Regions from separate parts of the Mus musculus genome. Here all the other regions are linked to region 1. Evidence: chromatin contacts called from public HiCAR-type, HiChIP or PLAC-seq and promoter capture Hi-C data. All regions are on one chromosome and are shown on one strand. The core of a region is the stretch at or near the end of the contact, and the rest is flanking DNA. Distances in the headings are between cores, read along the strand shown. Region 1 holds the start of Arhgap42 (Rho GTPase activating protein 42). Region 2 holds the start of Cntn5 (contactin 5). Region 3 holds the start of Birc2 (baculoviral IAP repeat-containing 2). Region 4 holds the start of Yap1 (yes-associated protein 1). Region 5 holds the start of Cep126 (centrosomal protein 126).

Region 1 (2,700 bases), core at 128-2,627:
TTCTCTTTTCAGAAGCTGAAGCCTTCCCAATTTTCCATGTAAGACACAAGTGGATTCTGGGAAAGGCAATGGTTAACGTTTAGCGTGTACTAAGTAATCCACTTGGTTCTCAGTATGAGAAAGCTTGAGTTGTAATAATGGAAGGGGAAGTTCTAAAGGAGAAACGAGTAAAGAATATCCTGAAGGGAGAAGTGTGGGAAAGATACTGACATCTACCAGGTCTGACTGAATGTAGACCTGAGCTCTCACCAATGACCAACACTGCACACCACACGATGCAAGCCAAAATTTAATACGAACAGAACACTCACAAGGGCTTTAAAATACACGGGTACCCTATTGGGTCCAAACAGCTTACCAATGGCCAAACTGCAGACGTGTATTTTTAAAAGGTCAAATCAATGACGAGTCATTGTTGTATGAAATTACTTTTCCTAAAGTATTATTAAATTCACTAGCTTCACTTTAACTCTCCAGACTCCCTTGTTTCCACTCTTCCCAGAGAGTTTGGCTTGCTTTGATTTGTTGTTGTTGTTGTTTGGTTTGTTTGTTTTGTTTATGAGACAGGGTCTCACTCTGTTGCCCTGACTGGCGTGGCTCTCTCCACCACCTTAAAACGAAAAATCAAAACAATTTAAAACAACAACAACAAAACCAACCCCCCACCAAAAACAACAACAACAACAACCAGGCACCGAAACTTTAGCAACAACAAACAAAAGTGAAAGTCTCTACCAACTTTTCACTGACAAGTCTCAAAAGTTGACTCTCAAGGGCTGTAGGGGAAACTTTTCCTCCCCAGTGTTGCCTGGGAAGTAAATCCGCACCACTAAGAACAGACTTTGTTGGCCACCAGCAGGGGAGCTCTTCAGCTTTTGTCCCCAATCCATTCAAACAAAAGAAGTTCGGTCTGGGGCTTCCCAACCAGGGTCCCGCACCCCATGGGGTCTTGCACACTTGGGGGCCCGTCACTCACTTCTCAGCGCCCCGATGAGCAGAGAGCCATCCTTCAGCAGCTCTTTGATGAACTTGTTGGTTCTCTCCAGCTCGATCTCGTGACACTGCAATCGCTCCCTAAAATCCGGGCTGTCCAAATACGAATCGCTGAACTCCAGAGTGGGCAGCCCCATGGCCCAGGCGCGGCGGCCGCTAGCTGCGGCGGGTGCGGGGACACTGCGAACGCGGGGGAGCGCTGGGGAGAGCGGAGGACTGGGCCCCGCGCGCCGGGCTCAGTGCAGCTGCCCCGAGGCCGGGCGGAGGCTCCGGGCGCTGTCACCGGCTCGCATCGTCGCTCGCTCGCACCGTGGGGGTGGCGAGGCTACAAGCTGTAGCGCAGAGGAGTCTTCTGACAGCGTCACTCGCTGACCCTGGGGACAGTGGCGCGCGCTTAGCTGGCGGCGCCTCACGGCGACTCGGGCCCGTAGGGAAACCCGCCCCCTGTGCGGAGCGCACGCGGGCCGGCCTGCAGCTCCCGGGCAGACCCTCCTCCACCCTCCCCGCCCCTCGCTGTCCCCGCCCGGTCCCCGCCCGGTCCCTGCGGTGCGCACTTTGCTCCCCGCACCCAGCACTGCTGTGTTGTAGCCTCACCCGATTCCTACCCGTCCCCGTCTGGGCCCACTGAGAGCGCCAGGCCCTGTGCGCCCCAAACCATCTCCAACCCCCAGCGTCCCCCTCAGGAACAGTCTGACTCCCACGTTAACCCCTGCGGGAACTACCACTTCCCAGCCGGTTCAAGTTTCACTTCAGGGTCCTGCCCATAAGTCCAAAATAGAAAGGATGTCCCGCCTGACTCCCAACCCCGCTGCATTGACCCATCAGTGAGGTGTGTTGGGTGTTATCCCTCAGTCTGTAAGAAAGGGGAATTGATTTTATTAACTCATTTCACATGTTATATACCCCTGTTTTAGTGTCTCTAATTGACACCTGGGTGGGTGGACCTACAAGTTCAGAGACTTTCATCGACTTGACCTGATCAAGCATTTCAAAGGAATCATTAATTCCTTTGGTGGTGGTGGTAGGTAATACCTGCATTCAACTGGCTGAAGCAGGAGAATTGCCAAGAGTTCAAGGCCAACATGGACTACACAGAGAAACACTGTCTCTGAGATGAATATATATATATGAATTCCTGCAAAGAGTCAATTAGCAGAGGTTGACCTAATAAATGTGCGTTCTGTTGAAACCCTGACAACAAAATAACCTACTATTTTATGTCATCCTGCACTCACCTGTAGCTTTTTTGAGAACTCCGTTACTTTTCTTAAGGATCTGTTTTTAATTTCTACATTTCCACTGCTTTGTATATTTGAACCATCTGTTTTTAAAAAAGAAAGGAAGGAAGGAAAAAAGAAACTTGTACAAATCATGGGAAAATCCACTGAAGTGCTTTACATTTTTTCCCAATTAAATTTCAGGAACCTTTAGCTGCAATTTTTTTCAGCCATACAATAACATTAAAAGTAGCATGTAAACAGCCAGGAATGGTGGTGCATGCCTTTAATCCCAGCACTCGGAAGGCAGAGGCAGGTGGATTTCTGAGTTCGAGGCCAGCCTGGTCTACAGAGTGAGTTCCAGGACAGCCAGGGCTACCCAGAAAAACCCTGTCTCGAAAAACCAAACAAACAAAACAACAAAACAAAACAAAAAGCAAAAATAGCATGTAAACTTTAAAACAGACAAAACCATGTAAACAGTATGCTT
Region 2 (2,700 bases), core at 92-2,591, 1.7 Mb after region 1:
ACCAATTACATTTACAACACTTTGTAAGCTTAATTCATTGTTTCTTTTTTAAATGACACTGCTATTTTAAGGTTTGCTACTGTTTTCATTTCTTTCTCATGGCTAAGACTCAGAATCAGAGCAGAGAGCTGAATTACCTAAATGACTTCTTTTCATAAAAGCATGTGAGCTGTGTATGGGTAAAGCCTCACACACATCGTACTATTAAAGCTCTCTTGCAAACCTGTCCTACAATTACCATGCTTTTGTCTTACTTATGCTAATTTTACATAAAATTATTCTGAAATATTGATGAATTCTTTTTCTTTTTGGAATAAAATAAATTTAAGCAACCTAAAAATTTTCAGGTTGTCATAGCAATCCTCAGCTTACTGAACATCATAGTCATAGAAATTGAGAAAACACTCTCCCCACATCCCTATAAAAATAAGAAACTGGGAACATATATTCAGCAAACATCTATGCACAACACGTGGGGGAGATCACTCAGCATAATTCGAGGTTCCACTTTTCTCAGTTTCCCAAACTTTGCAGAACTCTGCTTGCATCTCTCCTGCATTTTAACAAGTTATTGCACCACTACATGCCCAGGTATTCTGTCTGTATTCTCAGTTATTCGGTCTATGAGATTCTCAGCCATGACCTGACAACACCATTTCATTTTTGTCTTCCAAAGCATTTTATTACTTTGGTAAGAAAATATTCTTATCCCTCCTGACATTTGCCATCCAAAAAGCATACTTGCTTCTAGTTTTTTCCTCCTGTTTCCGGTGGCTTTATGAAACATACAATAGGTTTTACACTTGCTTCAACTTTTCAACATCAAATCCCAGCAGAGAAAAACAAACAAACAAACAAAACAAACAAACAAACAAAAACCCACTGTTTTCCCTGTCTTTAAACATGCACCAATGAACAGTTTTTACCTCTGGCAACACGACGAGGAAGGATGGCTTTGCAGAAGTGATTGTGTCAAAAACCCTAAGTGGCTGGGAACCAAAGTGCAGCATCACAGGCAGCAATCACCAGCGAAGGAATGCCAGCCACTTACCAATGAGACGCCAGCTGCCTCTGTTCATTTTGGTGATTCTCAATCCTCATCTTCCATCCTCGTGCCCTGGACACACCTCAGGTGGAGCAGTTCCTTAGGTGCTCCACAGCCTGTGACAGAAGAGAAATCGCAGAGTTCTGAGTCCTTCACTGGGAATTTTCCTCTGGTTTGCCCTGCCTCTCCCAGCAGAAGGGACCCAGGTGAGGCATCCTCCTGACTGCCAGCTTTAATGGCACTTGGCTGCCATCAGTTGCGTGGGGCGGAGTAGTTGAGAGATGCAGGCAGGTGCAAGTGGGCGCCTCCTCCCGCTGCTGCTCCGGGCTCGCGCGCGGATGCTCCAATGCGTCCACGCGCCCCGCGCCGCGCGCCCTGACTGGCTGGGTCTCTCCCAGAGTGGCCCGCGCCCCTCCCGCTCCGCGCTGTCACCGTCGCCAGGCGCCTCACTGCTTTGCGCTGCAAAGGCTCATTTAGCATGTCCCTGCCTGTAAAAGACTGTATGCCTCAAGCAGGGCTTTGGATTTCTTTCTTTTCTTAGAAGGTACTCCCCTGGCATCACTTGCTAACCGATTCCCTCCCCATCTTTTTCTCTCCAAAGTCATGAAGGCTGTTCCCATACCTGGCCACCTCTCCACTGAGAGCTAACAGTGCTGGCAGAGTCTGGGTCCTTTCCTCCCTTGGCCTGCCACTGTCCCTGCTGATTGCCAGGCTGTGTTGATAGCTCAGACAGCCAGAGGCTCAGATTCACTTATGTGGGCTCCAGAGCAGAACTGGCACTTGGGAGAGTGTGGTTAGGTTCTAACTGGGAGGCAATTCTCTTTTTTTATGTATACATGCGAGTTTCATCTAAGAGTGCTGGGATAGGGGGTGTTATTACTTGTCCTTGGGAGTGATGAGTGGGGTAGTGGTTTAGAGTCAGCTCTGAAACAGCAAAAGAAATAGCAGTTTGTTATTTTTTGTTGTTGTTGTTGCTTTTTGTTTTGTTTTTGTTTTTGTTTTTGTTTTTCGGAAAATGTCAGTGTCCAGAAAAATCACATTGGAAATCACAATGTCCAGAGTTGAAAAAAAAAAAAAATTGCCTAGATAGTAAATCTGCGGTGACAGCTTTAGTGTCATTGTTCTTCAGGTTTCTCCACTTTCCCTGTCTTTGAGTGCTCCAGTTTCATGTGTGTGGTGGTAATCCAGTATTTATGAAATACATTTTGTTACATACATTTTGTCTCCAACTCCATGTGGCTTGCACCTGTACGTGACAAGTCTGGAATCACATACTCTCTTCTCTGCCAGCCTATCTACACTTGGAACTCTGCGTGAGCTTTGGGCTGCACCTGAACCAGGAGGCACACGCTATTCACATGTGTGTGCGTCCAGCCCAAGCCTGCGTTCATCTGGATGGATCCTCTCCGCATGGCTTTTGCCCCCAGTGGCTGCGAGAGGCTGTAATTGGCAAGGAGCACAGAGCCAGTAGCTGGAAGCCAAGATACCACTGGAGCTCTCTGATCCCGTTCTTACAGCTTTCCTGGTAATTAAAATTAGTCGTTTTCCTGGTCCTTGGCTCTTTGCACATGTTATGCAAACATCAAGACTTTATTGAATGGGTACCCTCAGGATGTAGATTCGCTTCTTTCTCCACAGCAAAGACAATTAATGTG
Region 3 (2,700 bases), core at 67-2,566, 1.4 Mb before region 1:
TTTTTAAGGGACAGGGTCTTATTCTGTAGACTAGGCTGGCTAGAAAGTCAATATAACCCAAGCTGGTTTTAAAACTTTTTGGAATTCTCTTGCTTCAGCCTTCCAAGTGCTAGGACCACACTACCACCAGGCTCTTTTCGTTTTCTGATTTAAAGATATTTTGATATGCACTTCACTGGAGACAAAAGGCACCATAAATAGTGGAAAGGTAGTCTGTAAGGCTACTGATATAGCTCCATGTTAGAGCACTTGCCTTGCAGGTAAAGAACCCTAAGTTTAATCACAAGAAAAAAATTATATATACTTTTATATTCTATTAAAACATTTAATTGAAATATATAATACAGATATAAGTACATATAAAATATATTTATACACATAAACATATGTTAAGTTATAATACAATATAAAATAAATAATATATACGATATTTTCTATTATATTAAAATATAAATATTTCCTGAGGATTCCCGAGGTATACTTGCAATTTTAATCTCAACACTTGGAAGACAGATGCGGAATGAAACGCTCCTGCCGGACAGAACATTTGAACTAGCCAGGGCTAAATTAGCCAAGATAAAGGCACCGGGAAGAGCTCATAAACGGAATCCGTGAAGGACAACCATTCCCTAACCACCACAGGTAACATCTCAAAACCAAAAAAGTACAAGTGCCGGTAAAGCAGTGGCCTGAACAAAGCTACCACTACCCGTGTGGCCTAACTACACTAGCTGTTACAACGCCAGCAAGCACCCAACCGACACGGCTCTACGCCCACTGCAGGGGGGCGACACGTAGCTTGGAGAGACAAGAATGGAGAACACCTTTCCCAGTTAAACCAAACCTCTCACACGACTACTGGGGACAAGTAGTAACTGATGTGACAACCGTCATCCCCCTGCCGCACAACTTAGTTTAAAGGCATTAAATGCCGCGGGCTTAAAGCTTAAAAACCTGCAGAAAATCTGAAGAGACAGCCGAGGTGCTGCACACCAGTAATCCCAGCACCTAGAACGATTGGAGGCAGGAGGATTGCCGCAAATTCGAGACTAGCCTGGGTTGACTGAAAAAATAAACCGAAAGGAAAAGAAAGCAAAACTGTTATACAAGTCCAAGCCCAAGGACTTAGGCAGGGAGCGGGGGTCGGGCGGCCCTGAGAACTGCCTTCCGGGCCGAAGGAGGAGTCAGCTAGCCCGCCCAGCCGTCGAGAGCCACGCTCGCCCGTCCTGACGAAGGCAGCCGCACTCACCACCGAGTCAGGCCCCCGGCGCCCTGGAAGCAGAGGCGCCTGATTGTTGATCCGCAGCCTTCCCAAAAGCCCCTGCGGCCAGCGGGCCGTTGAGGTGACGTCAGCAGACGCGCACCGCAAGTTGGAACGCGTGGAGGACGGGGTGGGGCTGTGGGCCAGTCGCGCGCGCCTGCGCCTGCGCTCGCGCCTGCGTGCTCGGGCTTTGGAAGCTAAACGTTCGGGCCGCTGGGACTCGGACGAATAAGGCTAGGCTTTCCCGAGCGTCCGTCCTTGCCCCACTGCCTCCGCTGGGCGTTCCGGACTTTGATGCCATGTGTTTTAACCTGCAGTGCACCTTTAATGGCGGCAGCCCTGAGCCGCGCCTCCTAGCTCCCTGTATTTTCCGGCCTCACCCTGCAAGGGTCCTAGACAGGCACTAAGGCAAACGTGGCGTCATAGGTAAGGCGGCTCAGGCTCGTGAGCTGGCCTCGAAACGCCTGAGTAAAGCGGAATGCACGCGTGTGCGTGTACATTAAATATAATTTGGTTTTTTTGTAAGATGGGCTTTAACATTTTTGACAAGTGGGCTCCTCTGGCAGGCCGGCATGGTGGCGCTCACCTCGAATCCTAGAAATTCAAACCCAGTTGGGGCGAGGAGGTAGTTATGCATTTTTAAATTATTATTTTTTTTAAAAAGTGCTCTTGCAGGCGACCCAAATTAAGCGCATCAGGCCATAAATTTAAAAAGTAAGGAAAAGGCTGCGGACTAGTTTGGAGGAAGGCATTGAAGGGTTAACAGTATAATGGGAGAGAGTATGATTAAAGCGCACTATATATCTGTGATGAGATTGTAGAAGAATACGTTTAAAACTGGAAAAATAACCCTGACTTCATTGTTCACTAGCAGTCTGTCTCCCCACCCCCCACCCTCTGCTGCCTTTCCCGTACCGAAAGTGCTGCAAAATCATTAGCATTCAGGGTAGGACTTTCTGATGTCCCCACCCCCACCCCCGCGGCCCTGTTTGGCTTGGATGATTTGTTATGGTTAGTTTTGCAGTTTTTTTATTTGTTTGTTTAAGAAAGGATTTTATTGTAGGGCCCAGACTAGCCGAGGATTTAGCATCCTACCTCAGCCTCCAGTGTGCTGATTAGAAATGTAGGCTACTACCAGTGAGGTTTCTACAGTTTAATTTACTTTAGACTTGAAGGTCTTAACGAATGAATCAGATCTTCTCTCCGGGGGAATTCCATGTTAAATGGGCAAATATTTTAAAAACTTAGAAGTAAAACAGACCGCTAAATTAGGCTGCCAGGGGAATTCCGGGACCCTGAACCGTTTCCCATTTTCTTTCCCGTCATTTCTGCTGCAAGTCGGTCAGTCACAGAACAGGCAGTCTTCTGGTCTAAATGCTGATAATAAAAAGAAAGTATTCATGACAGTTTCTGATACACAGAAAAGACGTGCCAAGGTT
Region 4 (2,700 bases), core at 54-2,553, 1.2 Mb before region 1:
CGGAATGTTAATACTTTGAAACGGTTTCACTTCTGTGCTGGATCCAGTTGGGAAAATAACCAGGCGTCGTGGATACGGATAAGCAGCCATGTTCACATCCGCAGTCAGTTAAAGAGCAATGGCGAGCTTGGAATTAGTCATTGCTTCCCAAACATTACCTTTAATCACAGTTGAGCCGGGCAGAACTCGGCCTATGAGTCAACCTGCAACGCGCTATCAAAGGCCGGCGCAGAAACCTCTGCACCGTGAGCGCAGCCGAGCTCCTGCGCAACACACAGACGTGGCTCATTTAAAAGCTTTCGGGCCGAACAGTAAATAATAGGTTACGATTTAGGAAAAGGACACGTGAGCCCACCGAGTGTGAAAGGATCCCGCCCGCGCGAGTTCCAGGGCACGGCGGAGGCGAGTGGGGGGTCGAGGGAGCTTCGCTCGGGCTGGGGAGCCCGAACCCTGCATCCGGAGAGCGCCTGGGCCGCGAGAACAGAAAAGCTTTCGGGAGAGGGAGGGGGAGGGGACCGGGAGAAGGAACCAGAAACTCAATGGACCAGTTCAACCCCCACCCCTCACCGGCACGCGAAAACAAGAGGGCAGTTAACACAGCTCCACCGGAGACTGCAGTGGCGCGGGAAGGGGAGATCGGGTACCCCCGGCTGGGGTCCCGCACAAGACGCCGGCCCCCTCCCCCTCCTCCCCTCCCCCTCGTCAGAGCGAAGGTGCGGAGCGGAGGCGCGCGCATTGTGCACCCCCCCTGCGGCCAACTCCGCGAAAACAACCCCCAGCACCGCACCCCCACGCGGCCCCGCGCCCCCGGGATACCCTTACCTGTCGCGAGTGGGACTTGGGCTCAGGCGGCTTGAAGAAGGAGTCGGGCAGCTTGCGAAGCCGCATGGGCACGGTCTGAGGCACGTTGGCCGTCTTGGGGTTCATGACGGCATTGAAGAGCGCCTCCAAGTCGGTCTCCGAGTCCCCGCGGACGTGCACGACCTGGTGGCCGGCCGGGGGTGCGGGCGGGGCCGCGGGGGTCCCGGCCGGAGACACGGACGGCGGCGCGGGGCCTTGCGGGGCCGGCTGGGGCGGCGGCTGTTGCGCGGGCTCCATGGCTGCGGCCTCGTTCGACGCTCGGGGCACTGCGCTCAGGTTCGGGGGGCTGCGACGCGCGCCCGCATCGCCCTGCACTCCTTGCCCGAGGCCGCCTCCCCTCTCCTCCCCTCCCCTCCGCGAGCTCCTTCCTTCCTCCCTTTCTTTGCCCCCGGCCGCGGCGGCGTCCCAACTGAGACAGAAACTTTGGCTCCAGACGCCCAAACTAAAAAGTTGCGAGGAGCGCCCGCCCGCGCGCCTCGCGGGCTCCGCCTCCTCGACGCTCTTCCTTCCTCTGCGCGCCCGCCCGCACCGAATCCGCGGCCCGCGGCCCCCGGGGAAACTTTCCCTGCGCGTCGCTACATTCCTGCAGACTCCCGGCCGCACGTGACCCGGGGGCGACCGCGCTGCGTGCGCACCCACCGGCCGGCCCCGAGCCGCTCGGCTGCGGGCGCAGATCCTGCCGGACCCGCGCGCAACGCCAAGGCCGCGAGGAATCGGGACAACCGGCTTGGTAGGGTGGATGCAAAGGCCACACTGTTCACCCGCACTAAGGTTAATCCGGTCCGCGTTTTAACATTGATTCCATTTACCACCAAGTTTGAAGAAGAAACAACAAAACACTTGAGGGCGGGTGCAAATGATTTCAAAGTGAAGCTTGGAAACCAGGAGTTGCACTGGGAGTACCTTACAAAAGGAAACAGTATTACTTTTTAAATTTTGTTTTAAACAGGCTTTACTCTGTAGTCAAGGATATCCTCCAACTCTTTGTGCCACAGCTTCCACAGACAGCTAGGATTCCAAGCCAGGGCCTCTGCTAGCCCGGTTTTTGTAGGTTCATAGGTTCGTCCTTTTTCTTTTCTTTTTTCTTTTTTTTCTTTTCTTTCTTCCTTCCTTCCGCTCCCCCTTTCTCCCTCTCCTTCCTTTTTCTTCCTTTTTGTGTTTCTAATTATGTACAAGTGAGCACAGGTGAAGGTCAGAGGACCATTTGTGGGATCTGTTTTCTTCTTGGTTGTGGGTCCCAGAAATCGAGCTCAGGTACCCTGAACCATCCATCTCATGTTGACTACCCTATTTTGCTGTTTTGAGTCAGGTTCCTATGTAGCTAAGGCTTTCCTCCAATTCACTACATAACTGAGGCTAGCTTAAAATTTCTGCTCCCCCTACCTCAGCCTATAAAGGGCTCAAATAACAAATGTGGGGCACCTTGCTCAGCAAACTTTTTTTTTTTTTAAGTGAAAAGTCAATTTTTTAACACCAAAACTTGACATTTCTTTGGGAACTTCAACTCAAAACATAAGTCACTGTTTAACCTCATGGAGCATTGTGGGTTTTCCTCTTGTGTTTAGTACAAGGGTAAACAATGCAGGGTAGACTAAGAAATGAACCTCAATGGAGATTACCTTAGCCCCTGATTCTCTGTGTGTCAGTCTTTTATCTATCAGGAGCCTATCTGGAATCACTCCAAAAATGATAAAAATCTGTTCGTGTTTTTTAAGTTAATTATTTTGTATTGGGTGTTTTGCCTGAGTTTATGTCTTTGCCTTGGTTCCACAGAGGTCCAAAAGATGGTATTAGATTCCATGGAATTGGAGTACAACTGGTTGTGAACAGCCACGTGGG
Region 5 (2,700 bases), core at 148-2,647, 1.1 Mb before region 1:
AATAAATAAATCTTTAAAAAAAAAAAAAAAAGAAGACAGTTTGTGGAAGCAGCAAGAGGAATGACAAGAAGACAAAAGCTAGCAGCTGCTACTGCCTAGGCTACTGTTCAGAACTCAGAATGACCCAGGGATGGAAGACAAGTTCCTGAGGAGAGAGTATTTGGGCATTAACGGAGCCCTAACGTACCTGCATTCTTAGAGCCCAGAGGAGGGTCAGCCGAAGAGGAGACCCTTGATGAAAACTCATGATTTGCTGTTAAAACTGTTAAGAGCATATCCTAGCAGAAGGTGGGACCTAGGGCTGAGGAAGTGGAGGGAGGCTGGTAGTGGTGGAAGGGACTCCATTTCCTGAGAAAAACATGAGCAAACATCATCACCACCAGCCAGTCTTCTGAGACTATGAAGGGTAAATTCTAATTATCATAATGTTCTCTGGAAGAATAAACCCGCTTTATGTACTTAAAAAACAAAGCGTATTGACATTTCCACAATGTTTATGTTACCAATAGTAACATCAAATTGAAATTCAACGATTTCTCATGGAAAATCAGAAATAATCCAGATTGTCAAGATTCGTGCCCCCTGCTTTTCCTTTCGTCTGTGTGACAACAGAGTGGACAGAGATGGGATACAAAATGATCAGAACGAACTAGGGTTCTCCAGCTCTGGGAAGGGTGTGCGGCTAACAAGTAAAACGGAACAGCCCACGATTTTAGCCTCGGGCAATTTCTCTTTCTAAGGAGCAGGACTAAGACGTCTCTGTAAGTAAAGGGTGTAACGCTGTAATTCAAAAAGGCGAATCTTCGCCCGTCCAATACAGGACCGATGCATTTAAAAATCCACAAAAATCTGACAGCCAAGTCGAAGTGCGGGGGTGGGAAGGAGGGGGAAGAGGTCACAAAGTAGGAGACAAAAGTGTAACTTCAGGTCGGGGTGGGGTGGGGTGGGGTGGGGTGAGAACTGCTAAAGCAAATATCCGCACTGAAAATGACTTGCCAGTTTCCATGCCCTTGCCTGCGTGCTCCAGGGGGAGGGCGTGGAAAGGATACAGGTAAGCGCCGGGTCGCGGCCGACCGCCGCCGTCACGGGCGCCCGGCGCGTCTGGGGGTCCGGCGCCCACGCCTGCGCCTGCGCTCTGGGCTCCGGGCCTGCCCGCCAGCATCCTTCACCTCAGCGCCGTCCGCATGGCCGCTCGGCCTCCCTCGTCCTCTCCTCGGCGCTCCGGGCAGTGCGTCTCCCAGGTCTCGCGTCACGGGCGTCGCAGGCTCGGCTGCGGCAATCCTGGCTTCGCAGCGGCCCCGGCGACAGTGGCGACGGCAGCGGCGAGGGCGGCGACCTCGCAGGGCGACGGCGGAGGTGGCGGCCGCGACCCCGCCGCAGCCATCTTGACAACCAACCGACGCCGCGTCCTTCGCGACGGAAACTAGGCGGAACGCGGGGCGGGGCTGCGAGGGGGAAGCGGCCAATGAGGGGCCGGCTCGCTCAAAGGGGCGGCCGAGGCGAGCTGAGGTAAACTGCGGCGAGCCGAGGTTAAACCAAGTTAAATGGAAGCAAGCTAAGGAAAGCAAGCTAAGTACACTGAAGCACACCGAGGTGAGACAAAGTAAGCCAAGGTAAACTGAGGTAAACAGAAGTTGAAATAAACGGAGGCAAGCGGAATTAAACGGGTATGCTGAGATGAGATGAGGTAAACTGAGGCAAGCTGCGCTTAAACTTAATTAAGCAGAGGGAAGCTGAGGTAAACTGAGGTACACCGCGGTGTGATGAGATAACTTGAGGTGAGCTGAGGTTTAACTGAATTACTCAATCAAGCTTAAGCAAACTGAGATTACACCTAATTAAGCAGAGAGAAATTGACACAAGTGGAGGTACACTGAGGTAAGATGATGCAAGCTGAGGTTAAAGCGAGTTACCATTTACGAAGGTAAAATGAGGTAAGCTGAGTTATACTGACTTAACTAAAGTAAACTGAGGTGAATTGAGGTTAAACTGAGATGAAGTAAACTGAGGCAAGTTAGGGCAAGTTGAGTTGGGCAGATGACTCGCAGTTGTGAGAGAGCATAGCTGAACTGTACTTTAGAGCTTGATTCGGCTCTTCCCTTTTCTGAGTGTTTTCTTGAGAGTATTAACAGATGAAAGACAGTGAATGGAAAATTCCTAGATACGGGCAAATATTACAGACAGCCTGGAAATGATTATTTGGGGCATAATTTGTTAGGTATGGAATCCTGTGGTGAACTTTTAGATGGTGAGACCTTTCCCATTATCACTCTTTTCAAAACTACTTTCCCTTGTAGAGGTGAAAGGAAGAGGAGGAGGAAGAGGAAGAGGAGGGAGAAGAGGAGAAAAAGAAAGATAAAAAAGCTTTGCAAAGTGGAAATTTTCTTTCCTCACTTGCTCTCATCCATTTCTTGATACTTAGGTCATTTTCTCTCTGCTGTCCCACTTCAAAAGATCGTTATGGTCCTTGATTGGCTGCCAGAATCTGCAAATGGACCATCACAGCAAAAATGGCCTGAAAAGAAGTCCAGATTTAGCTTAATAATCTCCTGGGAAGGTATGCCAAAAGAGATCTGTGTATTGAAATGGCTTCTGTATAGAAAATTAAACAGTTTTGAGCCACTAGGTTAATGGCTATATAAATGAAAATCTGGACCAAAACTGGGCCTTTTTGTTGGAGCCCAGTGTAAAATCACAAAA

The links. Promoter capture Hi-C pulls out the DNA fragments that hold promoters and counts their contacts. HiCAR-type assays count read pairs that join an accessible place to other places. HiChIP or PLAC-seq counts read pairs in DNA pulled down with a chosen protein or histone mark.
Region 2: a HiCAR-type map of astrocytes shows a contact between it and region 1, with 5 times the contacts expected there. The contact joins the promoter of Cntn5 here to the promoter of Arhgap42 in region 1. A contact is called at or near these places in 1 of 39 promoter capture datasets (hippocampal neurons) and 1 of 115 datasets of contacts at active chromatin or transcription factors (astrocytes).
Region 3: a contact with region 1 is called in a promoter capture Hi-C map of second pharyngeal arch cranial neural crest. The contact joins the promoter of Birc2 here to the promoter of Arhgap42 in region 1. A contact is called at or near these places in 5 of 39 promoter capture datasets (cranial neural crest, embryonic stem cells, frontonasal cranial neural crest and 2 more).
Region 4: a contact with region 1 is called in a FOXA1 HiChIP or PLAC-seq map of pancreatic cancer cells. The contact joins the promoter of Yap1 here to the promoter of Arhgap42 in region 1. A contact is called at or near these places in 1 of 39 promoter capture datasets (the 3T3-L1 cell line) and 3 of 115 datasets of contacts at active chromatin or transcription factors (extraembryonic endoderm stem cells, pancreatic cancer cells and stem cell-derived neural progenitor cells).
Region 5: a promoter capture Hi-C map of second pharyngeal arch cranial neural crest shows a contact between it and region 1. The contact joins the promoter of Cep126 here to the promoter of Arhgap42 in region 1. A contact is called at or near these places in 3 of 39 promoter capture datasets (cranial neural crest, hippocampal neurons and second pharyngeal arch cranial neural crest).

The regions. Positions count from the first base shown.
Region 1 is chr9:9,237,650-9,240,349 of GRCm38.p6, forward strand. Arhgap42 (Rho GTPase activating protein 42) reads right to left here and starts at 1,378. Exons shown (of 24, transcript NM_001372563.1): 1 at 977-1,378. The coding sequence starts at 1,130. The region is part of intron 2 of Gm16833 (predicted gene, 16833); the gene reads left to right.
Region 2 is chr9:10,903,434-10,906,133 of GRCm38.p6, forward strand. It overlaps Cntn5 (contactin 5), which reads right to left and starts at 1,342. Exons shown (of 25, transcript NM_001170787.1): 1 at 1,052-1,342. It overlaps Gm32710 (a long non-coding RNA gene), which reads left to right and starts at 1,012. Exons shown (of 3, transcript XR_001779092.2): 1 at 1,012-1,251; 2 at 2,336-2,570.
Region 3 is chr9:7,835,741-7,838,440 of GRCm38.p6, forward strand. Birc2 (baculoviral IAP repeat-containing 2) reads right to left here and starts at 1,317. Exons shown (of 8, transcript NM_007465.3): 1 at 1,250-1,317.
Region 4 is chr9:8,003,293-8,005,992 of GRCm38.p6, forward strand. It overlaps Yap1 (yes-associated protein 1), which reads right to left and starts at 1,304. Exons shown (of 9, transcript NM_001171147.1): 1 at 823-1,304. The coding sequence starts at 1,098.
Region 5 is chr9:8,133,049-8,135,748 of GRCm38.p6, forward strand. It overlaps Cep126 (centrosomal protein 126), which reads right to left and starts at 1,398. Exons shown (of 11, transcript NM_001045524.2): 1 at 1,050-1,398. The coding sequence starts at 1,162.